Linked DNA regions of Mus musculus: regions 1 and 2 are each linked to region 3. The links are chromatin contacts, called in public HiChIP or PLAC-seq maps. All regions are on one chromosome and are shown on one strand. The core of a region is the stretch at or near the end of the contact, and the rest is flanking DNA. Distances in the headings are between cores, read along the strand shown. Region 1 has its middle 93 kb from the start of Il6. Region 2 has its middle 65 kb from the start of Il6. Region 3 holds the start of Il6 (interleukin 6).

The links. HiChIP or PLAC-seq counts read pairs in DNA pulled down with a chosen protein or histone mark.
Region 1: a BATF HiChIP or PLAC-seq map of CD8 T cells shows a contact between it and region 3, with 12 read pairs. The contact joins the enhancer-like site here to the promoter of Il6 in region 3. A contact is called at or near these places in 7 of 39 promoter capture datasets (the 3T3-L1 cell line, the C10 cell line, the HPC-7 cell line and 4 more), 1 of 15 datasets of contacts at CTCF or cohesin (the NIH/3T3 cell line), 4 of 484 Hi-C or Micro-C datasets (the Ba/F3 cell line, group 2 innate lymphoid cells, nephron progenitors and 1 more), 4 of 115 datasets of contacts at active chromatin or transcription factors (CD8 T cells, the HPC-7 cell line, bone marrow-derived dendritic cells and 1 more) and 3 of 9 other capture datasets (adipose tissue, liver and macrophages).
Region 2: a contact with region 3 is called in an H3K27ac HiChIP or PLAC-seq map of bone marrow-derived dendritic cells, with 5 times the contacts expected there. The contact joins the enhancer-like site here to the promoter of Il6 in region 3. A contact is called at or near these places in 6 of 39 promoter capture datasets (the 3T3-L1 cell line, 3T3-L1-derived adipocytes, the C10 cell line and 2 more), 1 of 15 datasets of contacts at CTCF or cohesin (the NIH/3T3 cell line), 15 of 484 Hi-C or Micro-C datasets (B cells, the Ba/F3 cell line, the C10 cell line and 10 more), 5 of 115 datasets of contacts at active chromatin or transcription factors (CD8 T cells, the HPC-7 cell line, bone marrow-derived dendritic cells and 2 more) and 3 of 9 other capture datasets (adipose tissue, liver and macrophages).

What each region holds. Positions count from the first base shown.
Region 1 is chr5:29,918,829-29,921,595 of GRCm38.p6, forward strand. No RefSeq gene overlaps it. Among named protein-coding and RNA genes, the nearest start is that of Il6, 93 kb to the right of the region's middle. Within about 2 kb of position 1,318, at least 12 of the 459 cell types and tissues checked have an H3K27ac peak or open chromatin away from gene starts, as enhancers often do. A contact at or near this core is called in CD8 T cells and group 2 innate lymphoid cells, where this site is marked.
Region 2 is chr5:29,946,918-29,949,860 of GRCm38.p6, forward strand. No RefSeq gene overlaps it. Among named protein-coding and RNA genes, the nearest start is that of Il6, 65 kb to the right of the region's middle. Within about 2 kb of position 1,409, at least 60 of the 459 cell types and tissues checked have an H3K27ac peak or open chromatin away from gene starts, as enhancers often do. A contact at or near this core is called in B cells, CD8 T cells, Kupffer cells and 3 more, where this site is marked.
Region 3 is chr5:30,011,355-30,014,383 of GRCm38.p6, forward strand. It overlaps Il6 (interleukin 6), which reads left to right and starts at 1,760. Exons shown (of 5, transcript NM_031168.2): 1 at 1,760-1,856; 2 at 2,022-2,206. The coding sequence starts at 1,838. All of the region lies in intron 1 of A230098N10Rik (a long non-coding RNA gene), which reads right to left.

The DNA of each region.
Region 1 (2,767 bases), core at 68-2,567, 93 kb before region 3:
AGTGCTTCAGCTATGCCTCACTTCTCAAGGCCTGCTAGAGTAGGATTGCTGTTTCTAGTGGAAACATTTTTATGGTTTCTACTGATTGTGCTTTTACACTGGCATCTAGGCATCTGGGTTTGGGATGATTGTAATTCTACTTTCTGATATCTAGTCTTCGCTTTGGTCTTTGAATATATTGTTCCTTGGTTTCTGTTGCCCTCTCTGGTTTTTAGTGGAGTGTATTGGTTGTGTATTGCCTAGTAGGAAATACTTTTGGGATCCTGCTAGGTGTGACCACTGGGATTTCCTGGTACAATGTGTTTCTAGCAATAGGGAGCTGACACTTAGGAGTGAAGGTGGGCTAGAAGGGGGAGTGAGGATGTCCATAGGAAGGAGGGGAAAAGCATGTTTCACTGCTAGTGCCCTGGGTATTGGAGACAGGGAGTGAGCAGAGGCCACAGCAGGTGGGTCTGTTACAGAAATGGGGCATGAGACTGGGGGTTTGGAATTGGAGGAAACAGGGAGAGTAAGTATCTGAAGCTCATCTGCTTGCTTTTCTAACCTATTTGCTTCTCTGACAAGGGCTTGATTAAAGGGTTTCCAGGGAATTCCTATTGGAGTTGGGGGCTGGGACAATGGAATGAGTGAGGAGGAAGGTTGGAGAAGATATGCTTGATTTGTTGGAGATAGGGGCAGAGAGGTAGGAGAGGCTGCAGTTAGTTTGGTTAGACTGGGGGACTGGGTTTGGAGGAGATGAAACTAGTATTCTCTTATAAAATGGCCCATGTTCTATACATATTTGGTTTTGTCCTTAAAACATTATTGAACTAGTAACCTATGTTTATAATTCTGGCAATTTTATTTGAATTTATAAATGCTTGGGTTCTTTTGAAAACAGAGTTACAGTCCTAGCAGATTATAGTTGATAGCAGAGCATATGCAGCACTCACTGTATCTGCTGCTCTTACTTTCTTCACATTAATCCCAGAACCATGCATCTATCTGTATGGTCCCCAAGGGCAACTAGATCATGAATCTACTAGTATTGTTTCTCTGGAGCCAAATGATTATACATTTGAAAGTTAATTCAAATTCAAAATTCTTTCAGGCTTTGGTCTTGAAAAATTCTCAACTGATTACTGAGAGCCAAGCATACCACAAAGAGATATATCTCTTGATGATTATTGATGTTCACTGAATCTATAAAACATCTACAAATCAGCATTTTGACTAAGACTTCACCAGCTACAGAAAACTGATTCTGAAGGTCTTCTGTCAGGCCATTAGATCATCTTCCCTTCTAAAAGTCAGCTATGTCATATAAGAGAACCTAGTCACAGGAGTGAAACTGATTATATTCATATTCCTGCATACTATTCAGGGCATGTACATGGAGGTTCAAAATTCTGCCTACTGCATGTTTCAAATTATTCCAGGAGCTCATATACTTTGCATTTAAGGAAAGAAGATAATTAATTACAGTGAGATGTTGAAAATGAACTTATGGACAAACCCTGTTTCTTAGTGAGAAAAGAAGGCAGACAGTGCTAAACCACATATTTCCCTCTTGGAACTCAAACAGTTAAATAGGACCTTGCTAAATTATGCAGTCTCATAGTGTAAAAGGGGATCTCCCCTTTTCTTCCCCTCCACAAACCCGGCCTCGAGAGTAAGAGTTTACTCATCTTTTCCCACTCTGAACCTTACTGGTAGTTTCTTGTAAACTGAGCCTCAGCCTCAGCCTCAGCCAGATGAGTGGGCATAAAAGACCTATGAAAGCAAAAACCAAAAGATAAAATGTCCCACCTCTCTTGCATTGTGAAGCCATCACAAAGGAGAAAGTTGAAAAAGTTGAGTACAGCCATATACCAACTGCTCTCTGTGAGGCTTGCACTAGGAGCTCAAACTTTTTTTTTTTTTTTTCTGAGACAAGGTTTCTCTGTGTAGCCCTGGCTGTCCTGGAACTCACTCTGTAGACCAGGCTGGCCTCAAACTCAGAAATCTGCTTGCCCCTGCCTCCCAAGTGCTGGGATTAAAGGCATGCACCACCATTGCCCGGTGGGAGCTCAAACTTCTTACAGTGATTTCTCCATGTACTGCTGTTGAAAAAGTGTAAAAACAAAATTCTAGGCCTTTAGGCCCAGGCTTGAGAATGTGACCTTTGTGACTCAATGCTCTAAGGCATGCTAATCATAAAACAGATAGTGACATTCCTCCACCCACCCACTTCCTGGGTTCAGGGAGTGTTCGTTCAAAGAAAGTCACCCTGACCCACCCTGACCATCGCTGGAACCCGCTACGCATGTGTACTACTGTTAGAGGCTCATAGAAAACTGTCTTGACTTTCCACTTCCTTGTGACTCTTAACTGGTATTTTTGGTATTTTCCAACAACGCCCTCCCCACCCCCTTGAGTTGTGGTTTCTTCCTTTAAGTACCCCCTTACCCAGCTACTTGGGGTGCCAAAGTCCTTTACCCCTGCATGGTGTATGACTGTGGGCCCCAGAGCACTCTTGGAATAAAAAGTTCTCTTGCAGTTTGCATCAAGGCCGTTTCTTGTGAGTGATTTGGGGTGTCACCTCTCCTGAGTCAGAATGTGTGGGAGTCCTCACGTTGTGGGTCTTTCACTGTCTGATATAAGATATACAGCTGGAGGAGATGCATAACCTTGAAGCATGAGTGCCAAAATAAACTGATACAACAACAGAAGTGATCATGGGGCCAGGAGGATAGCAACCATATTCTTTCTTCTTCTTCTTCTTCTTCTTCTTCTTCTTCTTCTTCTT
Region 2 (2,943 bases), core at 159-2,658, 65 kb before region 3:
TGTAGAGATCAAGTTTGTATCAAGTCTCACTTTCCTCCTAGAGTAAGGTTAGCTCTTCTGGTCTCTTGAAGATTGTACAGTGACAGCGTTAGACACAGGAAATGCTCCGTGTGAATGTGATTTAAGTGACCTCTGCTATGACAGACAGGCAGATCATAATCAGCTGCCGAAGGTCACCTAGAAGCCTTCATTTCTATTAATAACTTTGTTCTTGATTTTCATTCTCTGAAGAGTTTCTTAGTGTCAGGACTCCCATCAACGTCTGTACATGTAACACGAAGGGCAATGGAGTGTGTGGTCACTTTTCACAAGAACTTCCCTAGTACAACTTCTATATATATCATCTCTGGCTGGAGACCATTCTTTCTGCTCTAAGTGCAGTGTGTGTTCTGAGGAATGCTCGTGGCCCCTCCCTTGGGGGACTTTCTGAGGCAATGAAAAGAAAGAAAACTCTAGGTATTACTGCTCCAGCTCTGACACACATGGTCTCCAGTGTCCCGGGGACTTACCTCCCATGGCTCCCAACAATGGTTTTCTGCTTCAGAAAGTCTGCCTTCTTCCTGTGACTCACTTGGCAAGTTTCAGTATTGTCCTTGCACTTCCTTGTCATTTCCTGTTCTCACCATGTCAGGTGTTCCCAAGACCATCTTCAGTAAGAAGTCCTTCCTGCATCCTCCCTGATGTGCCACCTGTGAGGATCTTATTCTGGAAGCTGTGACAAAGTGCTTTTGTACAGACATTGGACTGTAGTCACTAGCCCTCAGTGCTATCTGGCCCCACTATGGAGTCAGGGTACTATTTCTACTCTTAGATCTTTCACTTACTGAAATGTGATCCCAGGCAAGTCCCTTCACCTCTCCAGGCACACCACTCTCCTCTTTTTTAAGGATAACAGTGATTAGCCAGAAAGCTGAGAAGGTAAAGTGGGGGAAACCGACCTTTATGATTTAAAGAGCAGTCTGAATGTCAGCTACCATTATTGTATCGTTCCTCCCCCTTGCGATCTCTGAGGCTACATCTTTTCCTTCTTTTACCCCTGGGCCATATCTAGTACAGTAAGACTGCAAGCTAGTGTTAGGCACTAAGTTAGAAACAAATATCTGAAGGTACTGGGCTATCAGAATTAAGGTGAGATTCTAAACATGTTACATCTATTGTGAGCATTGCTTCACAGAGTGATTCTGAGGCAACTTCATCAGAGAAGCATCCTGGAAAGGATGTGAGGAGCTGTGCACAGGCTATCTCTTCAGTGGAAACCTATCCCTGCAAACGTACTCTGACCAGAATAGGCATGTCAAAGCACATCATTCTCTTGGCACAGGCCAAGATCATTATAGGAGAGTGAACTCTAGAGCACCCATTGGCTTCCTGTTCCTCAAAGTTGTTACTTTTAAACACCCAGCTTTTAACACAATTTCACTGCAATCCTGTCTATTGCACGGTTTTCTCAGTTCCTCTTCAGTATCTGATGCAACCTAGTGTTTTCCACTGCTTTCTAGTTTGCAGAGTTCCCTAGAAGACAGAAATGAAAGTGATGATTACGAAGATTGGACTCCAATTTCAATTGTTTGACCTAAACATTGATTCCCCCACCCAACCCCTCCCATTCCTGTCCCCTTGCCCTCCAAAGGGGGAAATTACATTTTTAACACAGTGCTAAACCTCTGGTTTGCACTGTTACATGTGGGTTTGCAATCTGTAGATGAAGATTTAGTCCACTTCCTGAGGACTCCATGAAGCAGAACTTAGAGAAATCACATTTTTCTCCATCTTTTGAAAACACAGGAAGGTTTAAATGCTAGGAGTATACCACATCTTCATAATGTCACTTAGAGATAATGAAGCATATATCCATTTTATCTGGGTTGACTCATTTTCTACATCCAGTCTTGTTCCGGGTAAACTATTCTAAGCATCATGTCTGAGATGGGGAGAAGCATGGGAAGAGTTTAGAACAGTGGTAAGGATGCTGAGGATGAGAGGGACTCTTTCACCAGGACTTCTCATGATGCTCACAGTTCTCTCCGAAACACCACTGGATTTCTCACTTGAGTTTATTGGTTTGTTTTTTGTAAAGTACTCAAACTTGAATAGTATAGACAAACTAAAAATCAAGGGGCTCCGTGGAATATGAATACAGGTATTTTCCAGGGCAGTCTGATGAAGATATGATCATTTGAAGCTACTGGAATCTGGCAGATAATTCAATACGTAAATTCACCATGGGGCTTTTACAAAGACAATATATCATGAAGTCTGCCAACATAGCAGAAGGTAGATTAACAGACCACTCAAATTATTCCTATAAGGTACGGATGAAGGAAACCTCTGGTGTAGTCAATAGTTTAATATCTGAGCTCTCTACTACCTCAATGTATATATTCTGACCCAAAGTTCATAATTATAAACTAAGCAAAACACTCACTGGTCAGAAGTTTGCAGACTATATTAGTCTAATGTGTTGATACAAATCATATTATTGAGACATTGTGATGGAGGATGGAGTGGGCTTCCAGGATGGAGTTACCTTATCAAGCCTTAAAGTATAAGCAGAAACTGGACAAGAAAAGAGGAGGGAAAGAAGCAAGGAAGGCAGAATAGGCAAACATCAGGATGAACAGGAGAACAGCCCATGTACACAACCAGCAAGCATTTTCCTCATACGGTTTTCACATGGAGTGTTCACAAAGCCACTGTATCCCCCATGGTTCTGGATCCTGGACAGACTGGCTTTCAGGGGGGTGGGGGGCTCTGTAGCCCGTGAAGTCTACTTCTAACAGTCAATATTACACAACAGCACCTCAGGCTTCACTACCTCAGTGTCTCTCCATTACCACTGAGAACACCTGGAAGTTAGCTGAGAAAGGAGCTCTCTCCAGTTCCTCCGTGATGATCTGCTGTCATGTAGAGGTTCTGAAAGGTCCTTGTATGTTTCTCTCTCAA
Region 3 (3,029 bases), core at 510-3,009:
AGCTCCAGGCTGTTTCAGCTGCCTTTTTAAGGCTCAAGGGCACTAAAAGTAAAACCATCCTGCTTCCTCTCCCCATTTTCATTTTCACCTAAAATCCCCTAGTCCCTTTGTGAAGACCAGGGCTTCACACGGTGAAAGAATGGTGGACTCACTTCTTTCAATAGGCTGACCTAGTATGTACACTAAGTCCACCCATGTTTTAACTTTCTTCCTAGTTTATTCCCCTTCTGATTTCTTCACAAGAATCAACCGGCTTTTCATTTTAATCTACTCTAATCGCCTGTGTGTTTACACTGGGTTACATTCTTTAGAGTGTACTTATATTCTCCTTTTGCATTCTCAATATAAATTAATCTGCTAGATATAAAGCTGTTCTCTTTATTTTAGTGTAATTTTTTTCTTCACATTGAATTCTAGGAGAAACTATGCTAGTGATATATAATTCTTGAACTATTAAACATGGGAGCATAAGAAAACAAGAATCTTAAGGCAATCTGCAGAGTGAAGAAGCTGATTGTGATCCTGAGAGTGTGTTTTGTAAATGGTTTTGGATTTTATGTACAGAGCCTACTTTCAGCCTGGAATCATTCTGAATGCTAGCTAGATATCTGGAGACAGGTGGACAGAAAACCAGGAACTAGTCTGAAAAAGAAACTAACCAAAGGGAAGAAGTCTGTTTAAGTTTGACCCAGCCTAGAAGACTTGAGCATTGGAGGGGTTATTCAGAGTGAGACGTACCACCTTCAGATTCAAATCCTGTCATCCAGTAGAAGGGAGCTTCAAACACAAGCTAGCTAAGATACAATGAGGTCCTTCTTCGATATCTTTATCTTCCATATACCATGAATCAAAGAAACTTCAACAACATGAGGACTGCAACAGACCTTCAAGCCTCCTTGCATGACCTGGAAATGTTTTGGGGTGTCCTGGCAGCAGTGGGATCAGCACTAACAGATAAGGGCAACTCTCACAGAGACTAAAGGTCTTAACTAAGAAGATAGCCAAGAGACCACTGGGGAGAATGCAGAGAATAGGCTTGGACTTGGAAGCCAAGATTGCTTGACAACAGACAGAAGATATTTCTGTACTTCACCCACTTTACCCACCTGGCAACTCCTGGAAACAACTGCACAAAATTTGGAGGTGAACAAACCATTAGAAACAACTGGTCCTGACAAGACACAGGAAAAACAAGCAATATGCAACATTACTGTCTGTTGTCCAGGTTGGGTGCTGGGGGTGGGAGAGGGAGTGTGTGTCTTTGTATGATCTGAAAAAACTCAGGTCAGAACATCTGTAGATCCTTACAGACATACAAAAGAATCCTAGCCTCTTATTCATGTGTGTGTGTGTGTGTGTGTGTGTGTGTGTGTGTGTGTGTGTGTGTATGTGTGTGTCGTCTGTCATGCGCGCGTGCCTGCGTTTAAATAACATCAGCTTTAGCTTCTCTTTCTCCTTATAAAACATTGTGAATTTCAGTTTTCTTTCCCATCAAGACATGCTCAAGTGCTGAGTCACTTTTAAAGAAAAAAAAGAAGAGTGCTCATGCTTCTTAGGGCTAGCCTCAAGGATGACTTAAGCACACTTTCCCCTTCCTAGTTGTGATTCTTTCGATGCTAAACGACGTCACATTGTGCAATCTTAATAAGGTTTCCAATCAGCCCCACCCACTCTGGCCCCACCCCCACCCTCCAACAAAGATTTTTATCAAATGTGGGATTTTCCCATGAGTCTCAAAATTAGAGAGTTGACTCCTAATAAATATGAGACTGGGGATGTCTGTAGCTCATTCTGCTCTGGAGCCCACCAAGAACGATAGTCAATTCCAGAAACCGCTATGAAGTTCCTCTCTGCAAGTAAGTGAAGGCAGTTCCTTGCCCTCTGGCGGAGCTATTGAGACTGTGAGAGAGGAGTGTGAGGCAGAGAGCCAGCATTGTGGGTTGGCCAGCAGCCATCAGCTAGCAGCAGGCGCCCAACTGTGCTATCTGCTCACTTGCCGGTTTTCCCTTTTCTCCACGCAGGAGACTTCCATCCAGTTGCCTTCTTGGGACTGATGCTGGTGACAACCACGGCCTTCCCTACTTCACAAGTCCGGAGAGGAGACTTCACAGAGGATACCACTCCCAACAGACCTGTCTATACCACTTCACAAGTCGGAGGCTTAATTACACATGTTCTCTGGGAAATCGTGGAAATGAGAAAAGAGGTGGGTAGGCTGTGAAACTGATGAAGACCCAGTGTGGGCGTCCATTCATTCTCTTTGCTCTTGAATTAGAAATTCTCTGCTGGGATCTAGGGCCCTTAGGATTTGAAGCTAAAGGTCAGACTAGACTGTGTTCTCTCTTTCTCACCTCTTTGCTGGTTTTGAGTGGAGGTTGGGAAGGGGTTCCTTTCCTGTCTGGAAGATACAGAATGTGACTGCATTTCTAGAAAATTCACAGTGGGCCATTCTCTGTTCCAATTTAGCTATTGCTTCTTAGGTGGGGATTCCTTTTCCCTCATTATTCCTTTTTCCTTATCTCTTTGCCTTCATTTATCCCTTGAAGTCTACAAGGACCAGAAAGTGCTTTTTGGCTGAATGTAGTAAGTTCTGTGTGTGTGAAATCAGGATGCTCTAGGGTCAGCCCAGATAAGATGCATATTGTATAGAGCCCAATAAAGTGCTAACACACACACACACACACACACACACACACAACCTAGATTAGGCTGGGCATGGTGGTGGATGCCTCCCAGCACTTGGGAGGCACACGCAGGAAGATCTCTGTGAGTTAGAGGCCAGCTTGGTCTACATATTGAGTTCCAGGATATCCAAGACTACATTGAGAGATCCTTTCTCAAAAAAAAAAAAAAAAAAAAAAAAACAACAACAACAAACAAACAAACAAACAAGAAAAAAAAAACCCAACCAACCCTACCTAGATTAAAATATCTCCCATCTTTAAATGAAAAGTATTTTGACTCTGCTTGACAGAAAGGAAAAAAAAAATCACAAACAAGATTAATAGCCTAGGTCTGGGTGTGTAGAA